Linked DNA regions of Mus musculus: region 1 is linked to region 2. The links are chromatin contacts, called in public Hi-C maps. All regions are on one chromosome and are shown on one strand. The core of a region is the stretch at or near the end of the contact, and the rest is flanking DNA. Distances in the headings are between cores, read along the strand shown. Region 1 overlaps Kcnv2 (potassium channel, subfamily V, member 2). Region 2 overlaps Vldlr (very low density lipoprotein receptor).

What was found. A called contact is a pair of places that touch in the nucleus more often than the background predicts.
Region 1: a Hi-C map of rod photoreceptor shows a contact between it and region 2, with 2.9 times the contacts expected there. A contact is called at or near these places in 3 of 39 promoter capture datasets (3T3-L1-derived adipocytes, liver and trophoblast stem cells), 13 of 484 Hi-C or Micro-C datasets (the HL-1 cell line, cumulus cells, embryonic fibroblasts and 5 more), 3 of 130 datasets of targeted methods (embryonic fibroblasts, embryonic stem cells and pro-B cells) and 2 of 9 other capture datasets (adipose tissue and pancreatic islet).

The regions. Positions count from the first base shown.
Region 1 is chr19:27,330,966-27,336,398 of GRCm38.p6, forward strand. It overlaps Kcnv2 (potassium channel, subfamily V, member 2), which reads left to right. Exons shown (of 2, transcript NM_183179.1): 2 at 2,677-5,433. The coding sequence ends at 2,958. Among named protein-coding and RNA genes, the nearest start is that of Kcnv2, 11 kb to the left of the region's middle.
Region 2 is chr19:27,231,215-27,236,735 of GRCm38.p6, forward strand. Vldlr (very low density lipoprotein receptor) reads left to right here. Exons shown (of 18, transcript NM_001161420.1): 3 at 3,576-3,698; 4 at 5,026-5,148. The region is part of intron 3 of Gm35438 (a long non-coding RNA gene); the gene reads right to left. Among named protein-coding and RNA genes, the nearest start is that of Vldlr, 17 kb to the left of the region's middle.

The DNA of each region.
Region 1 (5,433 bases), core at 391-2,890, 98 kb after region 2:
GATCCTGTCTCTAAGGGAAAAAAAAAAGAACATGGTTACATATTAAATCATTGAATCAAATTATTTACAAAGCAGATAGCAAAACAACTCTACATTTTGAACATATTCTTGGGAACCAGACTCTCATAGCCTCCTAGTAGAAGAGGTCTCTTCTCTGAAACTAGAAACCCAAGATACTTCAAATTTTTCAAACCTGACTATGCATAACAGATATTTGTTCTTATTTAAGACAAATACATTTGCTTTTGACTTTTCCCTCCAAGTTCAGCCAAGAAACAAAAATAAGAATGATGTAATGATATCATCATCTCAAAAAGAAAAGAAGAAAAGAAACAAAATGAAAGGGTCTTGATAATTTATGGGAAACAAAACTCAAAGAAAGTAAGGTTGGGGGTGAAGCTGGGCCAGGGTGGGAATTTATCAAAAGCTTGACAACAACACTTTGTCTTAATCACTTCCTTTCCTCTCTCTCCTCCTAGCCGCTTCCCAACACACGTACTGCTAAACCCTTGTGTATCTGACTGGATGCAAGGGCAAGGCCTTCTCCTTTGTAGCTGTATCTTATTCTAAATCCGCTCCTTCCTATCACTCGTCCCAGTAACCAAACTCTCTTCAGTGGTCTCTATGAAGACTCGGTTGACTGGCCATCTTGGAGTGTACGTAATAGTGAGAGATGAAAACCACAGCTAAGCTCACGAGAAACCTCGAGAGAGGTGTGGCTCTGGTATGGCCAGCCAAAAAAGACACATATGCAGACACATAGGCACACATACAGACATGGAAATGAAGCGAGGTGTAACGTGGCCTCTGCTGCTCTTTATGTCCTTATCCAGAGTGTGGGGAAAGAATATTCTCTAGCAAAAATCTCCCTCATCCTGTATTTACCCAAAGTCTGAAGGAGCCTATTTGTACAGCCTCTGGGTCTCGTAGACACAAAAGAGGTCAAGTTCCTGACAGAGTGTATGCTCCATAAGTGTTTGTGTTTGCTTCTCTTGAGCTGGGGCCAGCTTCCAGACAGGGTCCCTCAGGTCTCTCTCATGAATGAGTCCCTACAGCCTGTCAGTAAACACACCTGTGGATTCCTATTACAATCACAGAAGGTGGGTACTATCACTCTCTCTATTATATGTCGAAAGTAAAAACTGAGCAAGAGAGAATTGAGCTCCGTTGCCCAAAACCCACACAAATGTGAAGTCGGTTTAGACCAGAGATGTCAGCTATGGTCCTTATTTCTTTAACCCTGTCTAGGCTGCCCTGCCTCTGCCATGTTTGCTTGTGTTCTACAGCTGGGGGGGGGGGGGCACTTCTCTTGTCAGGGATGGAGCAGTGCCCCTTGGGGCTTGTAGAGGCATACCTTTCCCTGTCTGTGGGCCAGATGGGTCTGTGGCACTTTGCCACTGGCTTCGCCCAGCTGACTCCTCTCTCCATTTCATTCTAATCAATCAGCCACATTTGAAGGTTCAGACTAACCTTTATATTCTTAGCACAAAAGATGCTTACATCTCTGAGCCAGAGGAGGCCATCTCAGGGTGGCAAGGGAGTGACTTTGTATAATTACTGCCACCTGTTGGAAGTTCAGGACAAACATCACCCAAACGTGGAGCAGCAAGCAGGCTCAGAGTTAGGCAACAGGAAGGTTTTACCGCTGCAAGCAACAGCCAGCCCTGCTAAAGAGGTTTCTAGTGACTTAATCTAGGGACCAATGGAAGCACATGAGGCGTAGAAATAGTCCCCTGGGGTCTTCGCCAGGCTTTGGCTCAGGCTGTACTAAGTGGTAACTAGTCCTGCGGGGATCTGCATTTTAAACAGGAAGCTTGTTAACTGAAATAAATCTCTAATTAGTGGGATTTAAAACAGAGTGACAAGAATGAAGAGAGGAGTTTCATGAAGGATGAATATAGTTCTATTCTATGAGGTCTTCTGAGGGCCCTCATGTGTGTTTCTCTACATGTGCCAAATTAAAGGGCCTCCGTTGAAAAGCCAGTTGAACAACACAACAGCTCTGGGCGTGTTATAGTTATGCCTTTTAAAGAGGAGGGGAGCATAGGAGAGGTAGTCAGCATCCTGGGTGCCTGACACAGTGCCCACTGCTTTGTATTGACTTCTGCAGTCCATCTTTACCAGAACCCTGAGAGATGGTCCCAGCATCTAAGTGTATGTCCGCCAGCTGGGAAGGGTCAGTCTGGACTTGAACACTGATCTGCTTGCTTCAAAGCTCCAGCTTTTTCTCAGGCATTCATAATGAAGGTGAATCCAGGGAACCCCCCTGTCCTAACACAGTCCTGACACCAACTGGCAGAGGCGTGCCAACAAGACAACTACTGCATACTTTCCGTGCTAGGAATTCAGCATATGTTACATCAGTGCTGTTCCTACAGCTCCTTAAGGCTGCTCCTTAAGGTTCCTACAGCTCCTTAAGGTTCCTACAGCTCCTTAAGGTCTTTCCCTGTGCTGCATATACAAACACTGGCGTGCCACGGTCAGGATTTGAACCAGCCTTTTAGCTCCATGGCTTGTATTCCTTGCATGGCACAGTCCTGCAGGCAGCTCTGAAAACTGCCTCCGTGGGAGCTCTTAGCAATTCCCATGTGCACCGACAGGGTGGTGGGGCTCTTTACCACAGGCTCCTCTTCCACTCCCTTCTCGGGCTAACCGTTCTGTACTGCTTCCTTTTAGGTAAGCATCTCCACCGTGGGCTATGGAGACATGTACCCGGAGACCCACCTGGGCAGGCTTTTTGCCTTCCTCTGCATCGCTTTTGGCATTATTCTCAATGGGATGCCCATTTCCATCCTCTACAACAAGTTCTCCGATTACTACAGCAAGCTCAAAGCTTACGAGTACACCGCCATCCGGAGGGAACGAGGAAAGGTCAACTTTATGCAGAGAGCCACAAAGAAAATGGCTGAATGTTTATCTGAAAGTCATGCACAGTCCACCACAAGGCAAGAGAATTAAGGCTTCATTAGGACACAAGGATGGTTGAACCCATGAATTTCAAAGCTTCATTGCTTCTTTTAAAATTATGGTCCCCTCCTGGCAACAGAGGGGCATGTGATGCCAACACACACAAAGAGCATTCTGTTCAAAGTTCTAACTCTGGGAATGATCATTTCAGCCCAAACTCAAAATGCCTCACATCGCACTTTAGCTAGATGTATGATGTCAGTACTGGAAATGGCTCTGAGGAAGCAACATCTTAGATTTCTCTTATAGATTCTCATGGCATCTAGCTTGATGCATATATTTAGATTTGAATTGCAGGAAGACGTTTCCCCCTAGTTCAAACCAGGAGGAGGGGCCCTTAATTTTCCAGAGAATGGAGCGTCACACCAGGAGCTGCATAAGTTTTGGAGTCAGATCAACCACTCAGCCAGTATCCCAGATCTACCAGCTAGATGGTGTGTAAGAACTTACTTTAACCCTTTGAGCCTTGGTCTCTTCGATTGGGAAATGTACAAAGTCTTAAGGATGAGTGTTGGGGTTGAAGATAACCCCAGTAGCTTCTAGCATTGCAAATTACTAGATGTCAGTAATGCTACTAGATGTTGATGAACCTCTGTCTAGAATTACTATGGGAACCCAAACTTGGTCCATGAAATTTTTCTGTATGTGTGAATATCTCCCTCCCTTGAAAGAAGCACCCACTGTCCTCTCACTTAACTCAGACTTCCATTCTTTATTTCCCAGAAGAGAGGTGGAAGAGTAAAACCTCCTTCACAACACTTGCTGAATGGCAAGCCCTGGAAGACCTCTTTAGACTGAGGGTTGGGAACCAGTGCCCCTTGGGCCATTTCTCTCCTTGAAACCTTTCTTTTAATTCCTTTCTGGGTCCACAGGGCTCCTGTAAATTGAAGTTGAAATTGAAGGCTCATTTGCACAGAGCACTCAGAGATTTGCTCCCATAACTGGAGCTTGTGATGTTATAGAATTCTTTTGGGGTATAACTGCCCCATCTGGATCATATATAAGAGTAATTGTGCTACTGACAGTGGCAAATGTTAGGAACTATGCATCTAGTCTGTAACTTCGTTTAACCCTCAGTGCACCCCTAAGTTAGATGCTGTGGTTGTTCTAGTTAAGGAGAAATGGAGGCTTAGAGAGGTTAAGCGATCCAGCTACACTCGCCTAGCCACTAAAATAGTGAGACTGGGCTTTAAGCCAAGGTTCATCTGAGGCACAAGACTGTTGGGAGTCTAAATGTATGACTTTCCTACATTATGACAAAGCACCTGAAGGGTGGACAAAGTGGACTCTTCTAAGATTACTCAATCTAGGAGGTCACAGCCTTGGTGCTGGTTAGTTCTCGTCAATATGATACAACCTAGAGTCACTTGGGAAGTGGGAACCTCCATTGAGAGATTGCTCTGATCAGAATGTCCTGTGACCATGGCTGTGTCTGTGAGAAATTATCTTGACTGATGATTGCAAAGAATCCTGGCTTGATGATAAGCACTAGCACTTATAGATGATTATTGTTTGAGGGCCTAGCCCACTGTGGGCAGTGACATCATCCCTAGCAAGTGAGCCTACGCTATATAAGAAAGTTAGATGAATGTGAGCCAGGGAACAAGCCAGAGAGTGAGCCAGTAAGCATCATTCCTCCATGGCTTCTGCTTCATGCTCTTGCCCTGATTTCTCTTAATGATGAATTTCAACCAAGAAATGTAAGATGAAATATGCCCTCTCTTGCCCTTTGTTGCTTTTGGTCATGGTATTTCAGGGCAACAACAAATCAGAAGAGTGTCTTACTCTGTGACAGAATTCTATGGATTGAGCAATATAAATAGTGTTTGTATCCCTCAGCTCTGGAGGCTAGAACTTCAAGATCAAGACACAGGCAGTTGTGTTGTAGGTTCAAACTGCTCTCTGCAGTCAAGATGGTGCCTTTTTGGTGCATTCTACAGAGAAGATTGTATCCTAAAAGCATAAGGCAAGCTCACTGAACGCTGACTCAAAGTATCGTATAAGGGCCTTGATCCCATAGTTCATGAAGGAACAGCCTCATAGCTTAATCAGCCCTGAACACTTCAGCTCTTTATATGCCACGGTGACAACACACCTGACTTACAGAGAGCCCTACTCAAGCCAAAAGCACAGAGTCAAACTTGAATTTTAGATAAGCAGCGATTTTTGATAGAAATATGGCTCAAATATTGCATAGAATATACTCCTAAAATTCAAATCTATCTACAAGTCTGGCATTTTGCTTTGTTAAATCTGATAATCCTATACTATTGTTTTTTTAGAGACAAAGTTTCCCCAAGCCCTAAAACCAAACCCAAACAGCACACCCTTCAGCCAAGAGAGTCTTCTCTTTCCTCTTGCCAAGTAAAGAGAGGAGGAATTTTGAACCAGTTTCCTTGCCAGAAGTAATCATGTGAACTCAGTCAGCTCACATATCCACATAACACAGTCAACAAGGCAGCTGCC
Region 2 (5,521 bases), core at 1,792-4,291:
TGGCCCCATAACCTCATGCCATAAAGAATAACTGAGAACTGTATGTCAGCATCACATGGACCTGGATATTTTGTTGAAGTTTACTTATTTACTCTGTTCTGTGATGGAAAAAAAAATCCCAGCACAGTGTTGCAAGGGAAGTGTGACCATTGTCGTTTGCCTTTTGAGAGATGGTGCAGACAATGCTGGAGGAACATGTGTATTCCAGCACGTGGGGATCAGAAGAAAAATAAAGGCCATGTGGGGTTTTATTGACTGTCTTGTTGGTTATTCCTTCAGCGCTTCTTTATTTATCAGCATTAAATTGTCACGGACATTATCCACTCTCAAATTGACCATAGTAGTTGTCAGGTGCCAAAATGAGCCCTCTCCAAAATTGCAGCCATGTACCTACCGGTCAAAGGTTACATGGGGAAGTTGGAAGGTGGCTTCAGAAGTTTTAAGTAAGTGTGTAGTTTTTGCATTTCAGACACACATTCTTATCCCTTCCCTGTTTACCTCCCAGGAGCCAGCAACAAAGCTGCAGACAGATGTGTTTAATTTATCCCACCTCAAGAGATCTTGAAATGTCAAGGCAGCAAGACCCCGGGTGCTTCTGTGCCAGTGCCAGCTCTGAAAGTCCATTCTACAGCTGGGGAAACTTGTCCCCAGTCTCAAGACCAAGGCTAGTTCTCCTGTGCTATCCTTCTCCATTGTGGGCTTTTAATGTAAAGATTTCACTCTGCACCGCAGAACACCGAGTTTCCTGCTACTTCTAGGTTGTTTAAAGTCTATAGTTCTCTCAACTCATCTCTCACTAAGGGGACTTTCAGCTGTTTTATGGTTGTAAGGTGTGAAGCTACCAAAAAGTCATGTATTGAGCAAAGGACATCTTACACCTATTTTTATGCTTCCCATTATAGGAGGTTTTATCATCTAGCTCACCAGAGACACCCGGGTCATCATAGGAACAGTGACTGGACTTTTTTTTAAGTCCTTTCTGCATGAGTACTCTCAACCAGCCACATGGTAGAGGATTTGGGTGGTGGAAATTGGTAAATGAACAGCGAATCAAGATCTCTTGCGGTGGCATAAATTAAATATATCAATAGGTAGATTTGTTGTTGCTGGCTCCCAGGAGGGAAACAGGAAAGGGGTAAGCATTATCAAAAGCAGCCTGAAATGTGTGTCTGGAATGGAAAAACTACACCCTTACTTAAAACTTCTGAAGCCTCCTTCCAACTTCCCCATGTAACCTTTGACGCGACTGTAGTTGCGGTTTTCGCGAGGATCCTTTTTGCACTTGACAGCTACTACGATCAGTTTGAGTGTGGATTTCTTATGCCACTTGCTTCTGCGACTTCCCAGAGTATGTATCCAATGGCTTTCCTCCCCTGTGGAACGCTTTCTATCTGCATGTCAGTATTAATTTGAAGGCTTTTCTTTGCCCCTACAGTGTATGCTCAGAATTGCGAAAGATGATCTCTATGAAGATGTGTCCATATTTATCTTTGCTCTAACTCTTTGTTGCACAGTTGATCTTTCATATCATGACATTTTCTACTTGCAAAATCATCTGCTTTCTTTATGGCCAGTTACCCTGTTTTCACTTTTGCAACTAACAGAGCTGACCACAGGTTGAATTGTAGCATCAAGCCCCATAGCCTGGCCTTGGTTTCCATATGGGCCCAGGAGAACACAGGCCTTGTATAGTATTTGCTGTGTTAACGTTGTATTATGATTTTAAAAATGGGTCAATTTATGAGTTGGCATGGCTTTGCATGGTTCCTTAGCTACGTTCAAGGATATGAATAAGCCCTTAGGATTCATCATAATTTACCAGCCCATGCTGAGTGTTATAAAGTGACTGTCTTCCAAGTGTATAGGCTTAACAAGAAAGGCATAAGAACAAGCCATAGCCTTCAAGGCCTCTACCCAGCTTAAACCACTTGTGCCCAGTGATCTCTTAGAAATTTGCAAAGTATTGTAGGCTTTGACTGATTTACAAACACAAAAAAAAAAATGATGAGAGGGGTTTTTAAAATGGACTTTTGAGTAGAAATTATAGACACATAGGGATGGAGGAATCTAGTCTAAAAAGACAACCACAGTATGTTGGTATCTCATCTAGCTACTTTGGCAAAACTCTTCCAGATTGTGGGACTCCTTCGTGGGTACGGTGATCAAACTGCCTGCTTTGTTTATATTTATTTTCCTAGTCTAATTAATTGGTGGCAAGTTGTAGCGTAACTCTAAGTCTCTAGTAGTAGAATTGATATTTTGCCTTAGGCTATTTGATGGGAGCTGTGAATTATGGGACTTAGTCCTGGCAGCTCCAGTGACTTTTAGTTGGTTGATGTTAAACCAAACTTTGGCTGAAAGCCTAAAATCTCTTTGAATTCCAAGTCCTACCACTTGTTACAAGTGTTATAATTGGCTTAAGCTTGTCTGGTGTGTGAGTTCCTCTACCTCAGTAGACCAGCAAGCGTGGCAATATCCAGTTCTAGAGCATACCTCTGCATTGTGACAATTGTCACTGAAGCAGCCTTGGTTTTCACTGCTGGGACACAAATACTATAGGTAAAGAGGCTTAAATGATAGAAATTTGATTTTAGGATTCTGGGTGTTAGGAAGACCCAAAACAAAGAGACAAATAGAGTGTCTGATAAAAGCCCTCTTTTCTGAAATGCAGAAGGCTGTTTTCTTTCCATGTCCTCCCATGGTAGGAGAGAAAGGAGAAGGAGAGATGGGAGGGTGGCAAACAAGCACTCATGTTTCTAATAAGGGCACCGATCCCATTGGAGAAGGTTCTAGCCTCGCCTCCCTCAGGTCCTCCCTCCTACAACAGAGCTGTAGGGATTTCAAGATGTGAAGATTATGAAGACACACATACTTCATAACAAACAGTTATCCTAGGATCCAGTAGGAAATCTTTTCTATGGTTTGTCTCTTCTGGAGTTCACGTTGAAGTCTGATTTTTGATAGTATTGTGTTGAGAGATGGTAGGGTACTTAGGAAGTGATTAGGTCAGCGAGAGAGAATAAATCCTTTTTCCCTGACCCTGATTAATCACTAAGAGAGTCGCCTAGGAAGCAAGCCACACTCCAAAGCAAGCAGGTGTTGGTGGAATGCTCTCAGGATTCCCAGCTCAGAACCTTGAGTTGAAATAAGTTTCTTTCCTTTATAAATTGTCCACTCTCAAATGTTCTGTTATAGGGACAGAAAATGGTCTTGGAGGAAAAACACCTCAGAGTGTGTGAATGCGTTGGAAGAAATCCATGGTGCTAACATTGTACACAGATGAGATCATTTTAAGATGACCCCTGGGTCATAAGACAATGGACAACCTTTGTCTTTCCTTGACTTTCTCATCCTCTGAGTCTCTCTAATGAATAACTCCCTCCTCTGAAACCTATGAAGAAAAGATGAGCTCCCTAGAGCTCAGCCCTAGAGATGCCAACAATTTGAATATCAGTCAGCTGATTCAGCATTGTTTTTAAAGGGAAACATACTTAAATATGGTTTTTACCTTAATCAGAAAACTGAGGTCTGGGGCAAATGATATTAATTCTAACTCTGAGAATAAACGTTTATAGTAAAGAAGACGTGTGCTGAGTCTGACTTCGTGTGCAAAAACGGCCAGTGTGTTCCTAACAGATGGCAGTGTGACGGGGATCCTGATTGCGAAGACGGTTCTGATGAAAGCCCTGAACAGTGCCGTGAGTGTGCCTTGACTTGCTTTGGACTAGACCTCCTTTGTGCTGTTCTGTCTCCGTTCTAAGTGATGCTTTATCGATTGCTTGACATTCATTTTTCTTTGCCTGCCTGAAACTTGAGGCCAACTGACTTGAAGGTCATTCCAGCTATTAACAGTTACTCCCTCTCCTTTAAAGACTGCTCTCCCTAGTCTAACAAGACTGACATTCTCTTGGGTAGCTTCCTCATTGAATACTTAAGACTGAAGCCAGCAGATTCAATTAAGAACTCCTTGACTAGGTGCATAGATCTCAAATGTCTGACAGGAACTGGATAGATGGTTTCCCTGATCCTGGAAGTAAAATCGAGATGTGAAGGTTTCCTAAGAGACACACATAAGCTTTGAAACAACCAGATTTTTTATACTACGAAAATATGCTATTATTAAAACAGGAAGATGATTAGTAATAGGATAATTTGGTTTTTTTTTAAACAAATGTGTAACCAAAAGCAGGGGCCATAGAGTTTGTTACTGAGTAAGAAAAACTTCATGAAGGTACAAATAATTTCTCTTCTCATAGGCTGATATTCAAGAGCAAGTTTCAAAGCCCCAGAGAAAGGTGTGTTGGAATCACACTGGGATCATTTGGAGGCTAAGATGAGGGCAAGTCTGATGATTCACTGCAGTAGAGGCCTGCTCACACAGAATAAATAGGATTGACATAATCCAAGTTTAGGTTTAGGGTATGATTATGAAAATACCTAAGGTTGGACTTTCATTGTCTAGCAAAGAAGTGAACTGTTTTGTCAATGAGTTAGGGTCCTAGACAGAATCTTCAGCCCCATGTTTCAGTGGTGAATGACATGGTAAAAATCAATAGTCAAGGCATATCCCTGCTTTATGGATACAATGAAAGATGTGAAAAGGGGACTTAGGAAGGAAACTGTTCCATAGTAGGTGTCCTAGAGGTAACGCATCTGACCTTTAATGGAATCAGGATTAGGTGACAATATCTGGTATGCCCACTGATATCCAAACATAAGTAAGGGACTAGGAGTAGGCTAACAAATCAACTTAACCGTGCCAAGTAAAACAAAAGCCAGAACTAAGCGTGCGGCAGAACCTTGAAAGAGTAACCCAGTCAAGGTTCTCAGGTACGCTGCCAGGTGGCCTTGCTTGGCGTAGCTTCTAAGGACGGAGCTGGCGAAGGATCTGCCTGGCTTCCACTACCCAGTGTGCCTGTGTACCTGACCACTGAGCCCCAGGTGTTGCACTTCCAGGCAGCACGGGAGCAGCAACTTTGCACTGACCAGTTTGGAGGCTCTTTTGAGACTGTATGTCATCAACAGATATGAGAACATGCCGCATAAATGAAATCAGCTGTGGCGCCCGTTCTACTCAGTGTATCCCCGTGTCCTGGAGATGCGATGGTGAAAATGATTGTGACAATGGAGAAGATGAAGAAAACTGTGGTAAGAAGACCAGTGTGCAGTGGCATATCCCAGAGACCCTTTTCCTAAAGAAAGGCAGGCAAGGGATGCTAACTTAAGCCTGAAGACCCAGTGCCGCTGACCCACTTTGCAGTGGCTTTGCTGTCTGCTCAATATTTGTCCTTCCTAACCACCATAAAACTGTGAAAGGCCTTTTCCTGCTGATTGGCCATTGCCTGGTATGTCTTCCAGGCAGATAGAAGCAATCAGAGAAGTCATCTTGGTGCTTACATTCAGCATAGTTCAGCATAGTACATTTAGCACAGCCTAGTAAGGTTGCAGCGATGTGGGCTTTTGTCTTTTATGACAGTAACTCATGGGCCTTTCTTACAGTGGCTCAATAAAACTAGAAAGT